Linked DNA regions of Mus musculus: region 1 is linked to region 2. Evidence: chromatin contacts called from public Hi-C data. All regions are on one chromosome and are shown on one strand. The core of a region is the stretch at or near the end of the contact, and the rest is flanking DNA. Distances in the headings are between cores, read along the strand shown.

Region 1 (5,007 bases), core at 1,015-3,514, 210 kb before region 2:
TTTCTATCTATGTAGGAGATGATCTTTTCCCAGAGCCCTAAACCAAAAGTTCTCTCATGACTGTTACGGTCCAGTTCCTTTTTGTTCATTCTATTTGGCTTTATGCTAACTTAGACTGACCTCGATCAGCCTGGTTGATTGGGTAGTATTTAGTTGTTCCCAGTGTGGTGGCTATCAGTCCAGTCTTGTTTGATGTACAGCATACAGAGAGAGGGTGGATGGGGACACACACACACACATACAGAGGGGGCATCCTTTTAGAAGCACCACCTTCCCAACTTCCAGGCTTAAGTATATATCAGAAATAAAAAATGTTTGTCAGTCTTTGGACACCACTCAAATACCCAAACAAGAACAATGAATTTCTCTGGAGTGATGGTGGGCAAGCAAAGGAAGGAGGGGGAGAGAGGAGGTCATAGCGGACTCTAAGAGAAGCTGTCTCGTCTCATCTCTCACAGGAAATCCAGTGACGATGCTTGGGTAAGCAATGGGACCTACCTGGAACTGAGGAAAGACCTTGGCTTTTCCAAGTTGGACCATCCCGTCTTATGGTGAAATGTAAAAGAGAAGGAGATTTCCTGTAACTTTGCCCACATTTGCTTCCGGAAGCAGCGCACAGCTGTCTGTATGTTTAAAAGATAGCATCTAGAATGATCACTTGTGCTTAGCGTAGCATTGTAAGCGCTGAAGTATATATTTTCTTCAGTAAGTCTCTTTAAAATTTCAAGTGTTATCATGATTGTTTATATGAATGTAGAACACCTCGGTATTTCTTTTTATATATATAAACTATTTAATAAAAATGAAAGATTGAATGTTAATGTGTGGGTTACAAAAAAAAAAACATTTAACACTAATTTTCCAGAGGTAAGGGGGAAATTTCAAATTTATGCCTTATAAAATCACACTGGAAAAAAATTGTCCCAGATGCGTTAAGAAATAATAACACCCAGGGATACTCACCCATGCATAGCTACCCAGGGTTAATTGGTAGCTGGGATATCTTTTCGCCTCAGACAGCTCTTCGATTGCTCATACAGAACAATTCTGCCGGTGCTGAAGTACCAAGAATGTTTTCATTTGCATTTTCCTGGTTAAGAAATCTGTATAAAGTTAGTGAGATGCATATTCTTTATATAAGGTGGGCATCAAGCAACCAGAAGTGCAAACTTCCCTCCCTTTACTTCTGTTGCCTTGTGTATAAAACTGCCCCCAGCTTGCCTAGAGACGTTGCCTTCATCAGAGAAGACTCCATTAATTCAGTGTCCCAATGGTGTCCTAGGGAGGCAGCAGACGTTTCGTTTGTCCTCAGTAAGAGCTGAATCCTTAAAAATTTAAGAAACTACTTTCAGCTTCCTGCTCCACCCCTGGCTTGCAAGCCCTCTTTTTGGCCCCTATTGAGGATGAAATGTCTCTCATTTAGTATAAACAGTAACAGCCCACGGCAGTGTGACCTTCTAAACTTCAGCGAAGTCACTGGTGGCTTTAAATAACCCAGCGTTGTTCCTCCACACGGCTTTGGTACTCTCTACCTCTTACCGAGCACCGCCCTTTTGACCTTGTATAGCCAGTTTGACCATCTGCCTTATAGACAAACATTGCTGTTCTTCTATGTCGTCCTCTTGAGAAAGCTGCAAGGGTTTACCTCTTTCCTTGACTCTCTTCTTATTTGTAATACTCTGAGTTCTGCATCTGTCTCAGACAGGAGCTACCAAAGGGAAACTGTTGTTCTTATAAGTGTCTTACTTTAAATCATGATAATAGAATGTGCACAGTAGCTGAATTGTGTTATCAAAACAACTCTGACTTCTGCCCAGAGCACATTAAAACCAAAGTCTGATTGTTAAGCCTTTGACTCGGATGTCTGTAGCAGTTCTATGAAACATTGCGTGTAATGATAGGGTAAAGAGATTTCTATAGAACGAATTTGGGAGGCCAGTGAGATCGGCTCGGCAGGCACAGGCACTTATTGTGTGAACCTGGCACTGGGTCCAGTCTCCAGGACCTATCTAAAAGATAGAAGGAAAGAGCCAACTCCCAGAGTTGACCTGTGTCACACCAGATAACCAACTGCACTGCTGAAGTTTTCACAAGTGGAGTGTTGAAGGTGAATCAGTAGTCTTTGGAGTCTACAAGTGACTGTCATTTTAAGCAACTCATTAAATATTGGTTCATTTTTTTTCCATGTTGTGGAGACACCAAGATGAACGCAGCATGAATCTCATTTCCATTTCTAAGCAGCTGGGTGGTGCGGCGATTCTTTAGTTCCTGTTTTGTTTTTTTTCCTTTTCAAGCGCTATCCACATCTGACCACAGGCTGGAGATGTAAGCAGGGATCTCGGCAGGGAAACAAACCCGAGAGGACACGTGGGATTTCAGCAATACTGACTGTGAAGTAGGCCTGCTCGAGAGGCCGCCCCAAAGGAGAAGGAAAATGACAAAAAAAAAAAAAAAATCCCACAAAATCGAGAATGTATCCCCAGAATCAGTACAGCCAGTTGTTTGAACATTCTTAAAGTATCTCGTGGTATAATTTCTGTTGACTTCAAGCTTTAATTTGGATCCACACCTACAGCTGACCCAAATGTCTCCTCTGTAGTCATCTTATTTGGATCAGGGAGAAGCATGAACAAAAATATGTTCCAGAACCATGTGCAAGCTCTGTAAGTCACTGCCCGTGTCTGGATGAAGGGCTTTCGGAATGTAGATGGTCAGGAGGTGCATGCTGCTATGTGAATCTTAAAACTCCCTGCTGGAGGGAGGAGGCTGCTACATTCCTCTCGTTCTGTCTCACACACTCTTCCTCCGAGTTTGTGTGTCTAGAACTTGGATGTTTCCATAAGGAAAACAGAACTGTGGTATTGTTTCGAGAAGAATTAAGTAAAGTTTAATCTTTCTGAACTCCTGACTTACTCCAGTACACAATGCCAATCGCTGCACCATTTGATGTGCATGTTTCAGCCCCTTTCATTCTAATTATCCTATTTCAAGTTTATGGTAAGTCACAGATGTTCTCCCAGTAGCAGGACCTTGTGCTAACCACAAACTGCACCTTCTCAGTACTCACAACCCCGATCTGCAAGGTATCGTTAAGGAATGAGTATCTTCAGTGTGGCAAAGGAGTAGTGTAGTTCCCTCCACAGGCCCTGTCGTAATAAAAGCCTCAGTGCAGCTTCTTCCTGCAGTTCACATCTTGATGCTAGGATGCTCCTGGTACTAACTAAACATTGGCAGTTCACATCCCAGACACCAGGGGTCAGGTACTAACTAAAGAGATGGAATGCAGTGTGCTTTTTGAGACACTAGGGGGAGCCTGGTATTAACTAAACAGCTTGCCATTCAACAGTCTCAGGAGGGTTCTTGTACTAAACAGATGGGGGTTCACTCTAGGTCATAAATACAATTACCTACTAAGTAGCAAGAATGCCTCAGCAATCCCCAAGCCTTCCAGTGCCTCTGGGGGCTTCCTGATGGAAAACTACACAAACTGAGTTTTTTAAATGTTAACTCCACTTAGGCTTCTGTTTTCCTCATATCCTATTTTTAATTACTTCCAATAAATCATTTGCTCAGCCTTCTAGCACTGTCTTCCTTTGTATTTGTCAGATTTATGATGCATTGTTTCAGTCTACCCTTAAAGAAGTCAAGCCAAAAATAGAGGTGAGGGCTACTTTGCTTCTTAATGTAGGCCTACTGTGCACACCACACACTCTCTCTGAGGGACTGTAGCTATTAGATACTGTCCTCACACCCTCGAGCTACCAGCCAGGGCTCTAAGTTGCTCTCGTGATCTTAGTTAGAAATACAGGCTACAGTGTTTGGTCAGAATTTATTCGAATGTCTTTATTTTTAATACCAACATCAGCATAAATCTATTTTTGCTAGTAGATCAAAGCTATTTTCACACGCTCTGTTTTCTATCTTGTATCGATCCTGCGAATCAGTGATTATCTTTGTTGGAAAACCTTATCAAATGTGTCTGCAAATCAAGATGGTCTAAAGTGCAAGCCAGTTTTTTGTTTGCTTGTTTTTGAAACTGGGTTTAGGGGATACAGTTGTCAGAAGTGACTCATTCGCTTCATTTGTGATGATTTTTTTTTAATCTTCCTCTGTTAGCCCACAGGACATGTTTTGGGGAAAATGATACTTGTAAATCTTCTATTTAACCATTTGTAAAATCTAAATCATACCCCACTCCCCACTCCCATTTCGATTCTCCAGCGGCTCCTTTTAGTTTGTTGTCTTGCCCTACTGTGTAGCTCACTGACTGAGAATAAAGAATACAGCAAAGGCTGCCTTTGTCTTTGTTTTTCCTGGCTGTGTGTAGCTGTGGTTGACGGAAAGGCAGCAAGATGCTGGCTAGAGTCTGTCTAGAAGAACATAGCTGCTCACCTAAAGTGATGCACACTGAGACAGTGACTTGGGAAGACCTGGGTTGCTGTAGTCTTCTTCCTGGCATTTCCCAGCATTCTCAGCTCTAGGAATAGGCACTAGAAGCCAAAGGATCCCCTACTCCACCCACCTTACTATGCTATGGAAATACTATTTCCTCTGTGTCAGAACATGAAATGGAAGAGTGCTAATTGATTATGCCTGTGTAGTCATACAAATCGTGACTGACCTATGCACGTCCCTCTCTAAGGTGCGTCCCTGAGCATCCAGTGAACTCCATTTGGTTCAAGTTGGTGTGTCCCAGCATTGTTTACAATAGAGTGGTGCTAAAGAATATCTGAAAAGCAGCCTAAGAACTTTGAAATTATTGGCCACTGTTTGCTCATGTTGGTATTAAAGCATCATGATCCAGACAACTGAGGAGACAGTTTGGATAATATACCTCAAGTTTAAATCTTCAGTCACGTTCTTACTATACCCCTGCCATTGTACTCACGGACATCAGTAATGAGCAAGCCAGGACTGTCTCCCCACCTGGCGTTCCCATAACACAGGCCAACCCAACAGATTCAAGAGAATGAGATGAAGGGCCCAGAGCAAGTGTGAAACATGGGA
Region 2 (5,079 bases), core at 1,853-4,352:
TTTAGAAGTAAAATAGAAATCTGTGACAGAGTGTTGAATCACATATCATGAATATATTGAAATCAGAATAAATACCTAAGTGTAGTTAAATTTTAAAGGGGCAGATGTAAGCTTGGCGGAATTAATCACTGTTCAGTCAGGATTCACCTTCTGCATTTGATGGCTTATGGTGGTTAGTGTCAACCAAACAGGAATGGAGGCTTGACTTTAAATTTGAAACCTAAAACATCAGAAATTCTTTTATTTTTAGAAGGGGTTTATTTGAGTGATTTCCAAACTATGGAAATTGTCCTTGTTTTAATTAAACTCCTGTGCACGGCACCTACCGGCGTACCGCACACAGATGGGTGTTTAACGGTGATGATGCACCTTGCAGGGCTGCTCACACAGCATGGGGGTAGTTTATGATCATGGGCTCCTTTATGACAGCAAACATGACTGATTAGATCAATATCATTTGCATAGCATTATGGGTCTGGTGTTTTCTATTCTCTTTTCACATCCTAATCACATCTTAGTATGCTAAGAGAATATTAGCAAGATTATGAAAACTTTCTCACGTTCCATCTTCCGCGGGATTCTCCGGATGGGCAAAGTCATAAGGTCTTGTGAGCTGTTACGTAACTAATTTGATGATACGTTGCTTACAAAATATATGATTCTTTAATTCTAACTGGCGTGTAGGCTACTTGTTGATAAACGTCTTTATTTCTGTTCTTTTCTCCGTATAGACAGCTATACCAGGTGGGTGCTTACTAAACTCACCAGTTCAACTAATATTTCTTTTTAAGTAACTAATACATGTGTCAGATAGTATGCTGGGAACTAGAGTAACTAAGTCAGATATGATTTTGACCTCGAGGAGTTTATAGTCTAGATGTGGAGTCAATGAAGCTAGCGTGTTGGATTCAAACAGGCATTGCTCAAAGACAGTTCAGCAGCTGTCAGAGCAGATCATGGAAGTAACAGGTTCACCCCTGTTATCCCAGCCCCAGGCAAGAATTTTCAACCCCTAACAAACCACTCGAATCTTATTTTTAGAATTGACTGTGCTCCAAGTACTGAGGTAGACACTTAGTAGATCTTGAGAAATACATAATTATCTCATTTATGAGTGAGGAAGCTGCCAGGATGTTTAATGATAACGAAGTGTTGCATAATGTTTAAAACATGGACTTAAGGTCAGACAGCCTGGTGAATCTTGGCTATCCTGTGGATTTACTGGGTGAACAATTTCCTTTATACCCTCAAGCCTTAGGGTTTTCTACCTATAAAAACAGATATAAAAGCAGGCAAGTCGCTGCACGCATTTGCAACAGAAAAGGAGGCAAGTTCAATTATGTAAATCACTCAGAGGACACGGCTTAGTGTCACAATGCTTATGTAAGAGTGAGGAAAAAGGTGATGTTTGTTAGACAAGGTTGGGGAAATGGGAAGAAGGTCTGAGATAGATCCACGAACTCAGGAAGTCAGGATACAGTGTGGTGCAGTCTGCGTGAAGCATCTAGAAGATGGAGCAGGGATAAAGGCAGTCTTGTCAAATGACTCTGTCCTGGGACCAGTGGAGAAGTGTAATTAAAAAAGCAAACAGATTTCTGATGTAGAAAGGCTACTCTGGTAGTCTTGTAGATATTTGTCTAGAGACTAGGCAACTTGTTAAGAGACATTTGTCAGAACAAAACAACAACCAGTTAGAGATATTTGTCTAAACAAAACAAAAACAAACAACCCAACAACAACAACAACAACAACAACAACAAAAACAAACCTGTTCGGACATGTTAGTCAAAATGAAAGAGTAGGGGAACAACTGATATTTGTGGAGACAGGATGTGGAAGACTTCTGTTGCCTGAGTATGAGACAGGAAGGACTCCTGCTTTATAGAGAATTTAGGCTTGGAAATATCAAGTTATTGTTTCCAAGGCTGGTTGGCTAAGCCACAAATGGAATCCATGCACAGTCTGATACAAAGCAAATGTGCATTTCTCTCCACAGCATGCTGCATTTCCAGGACACAAGCCAGGGGTGCTGGGATTGAGGCAGTGGCCATGATGATCAAAAGCCCAAAATAGCATGGTCTCCTACGTTTGATGTCTGAGTGTAGAGAATGGAGAAGAGATCTGGATGGCTCTGACAGAGGAAAGCACCGATGATTATAGAGAGACTTATGTGGAGTAGAACAAGGGGTTTCAACATGTCCTGGGGAGAGAAAGTGGTCTTTGGGCACACGGGGCAGTGTGTCTTTGGAGCAGTTTACACTTAGACAAAGATGAGGGGCTTAGAAGGTCTCAGTTGCCCTCCTTCTTTGTTTATAAAACAAATATGGACCTCAGAAGTGAGATTTAGTTTGATACTTAATAAAAGAACTGCTTCCTGGCTCAGGGCGGGGCTTGCATCTGTGTATAACTAGAGGTTATCAGGAGAACGAGTAACAACGCTGGAAAGACTGGGTCCTCTCTCGGCACTCAGCCAGGCCCACAGCTGGTCCCTGGCTTCAGGAGCAGCTCGGGTTCTGTAGAGACCCGGATGCTTAGTGCTTCAACAATGAAGTCCTTGCCTTGGTGAGCCAAGTGCTCACTGTGAAGAAAGGACAGGTCTACTGGAGAATATCTGTGCAGGTCGTTTAGGCTTTCAAAACTGTAGTGGCAGAGTACAGTTTTAATCTTAGTACTCAAGAGGCAGAGACAGATAGACCACTGAATTCCAGGCTAGCCTGGTCTTCAGATCAAGTTCGAGGACAGCCAGGGCTACACAGAGAAACCAACATAAAAACAACCACCACAGCAAAACCTTGCATCAAATTAGAAAAAAGCCATTAAGTCAGAACAAGATGACCTTAAGTTGACTGTCAGGTTAAAGACCTCTGGCATCGTCATCTACTGTGAAAATGAACTGGAGTAGCCTTGAACCTTACCTTGAAACTTGTTAGAAGGAAAAATTCTTGGGCTCTACCTGCGATAACTGGCCTGTAACCTGTTCCTGTCTGGGAAGAAAATCTGGTAGTATCTACAAATCAAATTGCTGTCTACCCTCAGTCCCTGCTTCTCTGTCTATGTCTGCCCTGCTCTGTTCCTACATAACACCCCAACTGCCTCAAACCCTTCTGAAAACTGGAGGGACGCATTGCTTCTCTCAGACCTCGAGACACTCAGAATGTGTCTGGCACATTTTTGTGACGTGTGCCTTCAGAGTTAGAGTCAAACATCAGGAATAAATGGTAGAGGACTTTCAAAGCTCCAACCCAGAATAGAAATTACAAAATGAAATTATTGATAAATGTGGCTGGAGAAAATACAGTCCTCAAGAAATAAAGTAACACATTACAGGATATGAAAAATCGCTGACTCAGACATGGGAGATAAAATGTCAAGCTATGGTTTATCTTTTAACCCGTTCAAATAGGGGAAGGGAGGATAAGCACGGCAATAGAAAAATGGCCAAGGTACAGACATGTAAAGACAACACAAGAAATGAACTCCAGCCACCAGTGAACATCTCCCCTCACAGGAGACCGTGAAGGCATATTAAAACAAGAAATCAATTTGCACCTACAAATTGGCTTAAAATATCTAATAATAGGTGCCTAGTGCTGTGGGGTTATGGAAAAATAAACATTATCATATGCATTTGAAAATATTAGCTGGTATAAATACTTCTGGGATGCGATTCAACAATCCTTCAAAGTCTTAGAATATGCATGTTCTGTGACCCAAAAAGAGGAATATATTGATTTCAAAGTATTTCATCTGAAGGCAGCAACTAGAGATAGGCATAAAAATCTGTCTGTAAAAATATTCATCTTAGAACCCTTATAAGAATGAAAAATTAAAACAAACTAAATCTCCAGGTTTATAATATATGTCACATCTCCCAAATAAATTATTATTCAGGTTTTAACATTTATGATGTAGATAAAATACAATAAAAATGCTTATAACATCCCATTACTATAAATGTAACCTAATTAAAACTAGGTACAATGATATCAAAATCTTATAAAAATGTACATGTATAGTGTGTGTGTGTGTGTGTGTGTGTGTGTGTGTATGTGTGTGTGTGGGTGCACGTGTGTAAAATCTGGAATGTCTTTGCAGGCAAAGATTTATGCTATCTAGTTCATGGGTTAGCCCCAAAGTTTCCACACATATGGCAAGATAATAATTGTATATGTGATTGACAAGTTTAATGAAATTAATTTTTCTTTATGTTTCCCTAGTTAAAAAAAGGTCTACATAAGTTTGAATTCTACCTTTCTAAGTTAGAGTAAGAGATTAATTCTAATTTTGACAAAAATACTAATGGATGAAATTGATGATTACAGACAGAACCTAAGGGTGAACTGTCGATGTGAGGTTCATGAACTTGAACTACCAATTCAACCAAAGGAGAAGGCAAAGCATTTCAGGAAGTTTAGCAAGTACACACATTATTCCAGAAACTTGGGCCTTACCTTCACAGCTATTTTGTGTCATCCTCTGTGACAGCACAATGCTTTTAAAGCTTTTCTACCTAAAAGTGGGCTCTCAAGGTGTCATTTCAAGGTGTGAAATTTCCTTCAGGTTTGTCCTTTAACGTCTGTTGGAATTTTGCATTTGTGTTTCATCATAAGACTGTTTAATTTCATATGGAATCCCTTGAGTTTGTTTACTGGTCAGTTACATTGATTCTTGGGAAAGTGTGTGTGTGCTCGCTGTCACTCGTTGAGGACTTTTGGAGCATGTTTAGTCACAGATGAGACCAAGCAGGAATAGTGCAGCCTGGGAAAAGTGGGTCCAATTGGGAATTAGCGCCAGTGAGTTCGGGAAGGGGAATGGGCTGACTATTTGTCATCAATATGCCATCTGCTTGGAAGGTAGAGCTCTGTAAGAGGAAAGATCTCAGGGGGCAAGGATTAAATTAGATACGATGCGTTGAGCATTGCCTGGTGTGCAGGCTGCTCTCAATAAATGTTAGCCGGTATTATCGTCAGCATACCCAGTGTTCACACTCGAATGTCACTACCACTTATTTTAGCAGGCAATTACTGTTACTCTGATTCAGTGTAAATCAAGCCATAGTCACATGCGACTTGACTTGTT

What was found. A called contact is a pair of places that touch in the nucleus more often than the background predicts.
Region 1: a Hi-C map of the G1E-ER4 cell line shows a contact between it and region 2, with 4 times the contacts expected there. The contact joins two enhancer-like sites. A contact is called at or near these places in 12 of 39 promoter capture datasets (the C10 cell line, the HPC-7 cell line, cranial neural crest and 8 more), 20 of 484 Hi-C or Micro-C datasets (B cells, CD4 T cells, CD8 T cells and 15 more), 7 of 115 datasets of contacts at active chromatin or transcription factors (bone marrow-derived macrophages, differentiating embryonic stem cells, embryonic hindbrain and 4 more) and 1 of 9 other capture datasets (pancreatic islet).

Annotation. Positions count from the first base shown.
Region 1 is chr6:50,292,613-50,297,619 of GRCm38.p6, reverse strand. It overlaps Osbpl3 (oxysterol binding protein-like 3), which reads left to right. Exons shown (of 24, transcript NM_001347213.1): 24 at 459-4,293. The coding sequence ends at 555. Among named protein-coding and RNA genes, the nearest start is that of Gsdme, 33 kb to the right of the region's middle. Within about 2 kb of position 2,264, at least 13 of the 459 cell types and tissues checked have an H3K27ac peak or open chromatin away from gene starts, as enhancers often do. A contact at or near this core is called in the G1E-ER4 cell line, where this site is marked.
Region 2 is chr6:50,087,819-50,092,897 of GRCm38.p6, reverse strand. No RefSeq gene overlaps it. Among named protein-coding and RNA genes, the nearest start is that of Gm38805, 20 kb to the left of the region's middle. Within about 2 kb of position 3,102, at least 1 of the 459 cell types and tissues checked has an H3K27ac peak or open chromatin away from gene starts, as enhancers often do. A contact at or near this core is called in the G1E-ER4 cell line, where this site is marked.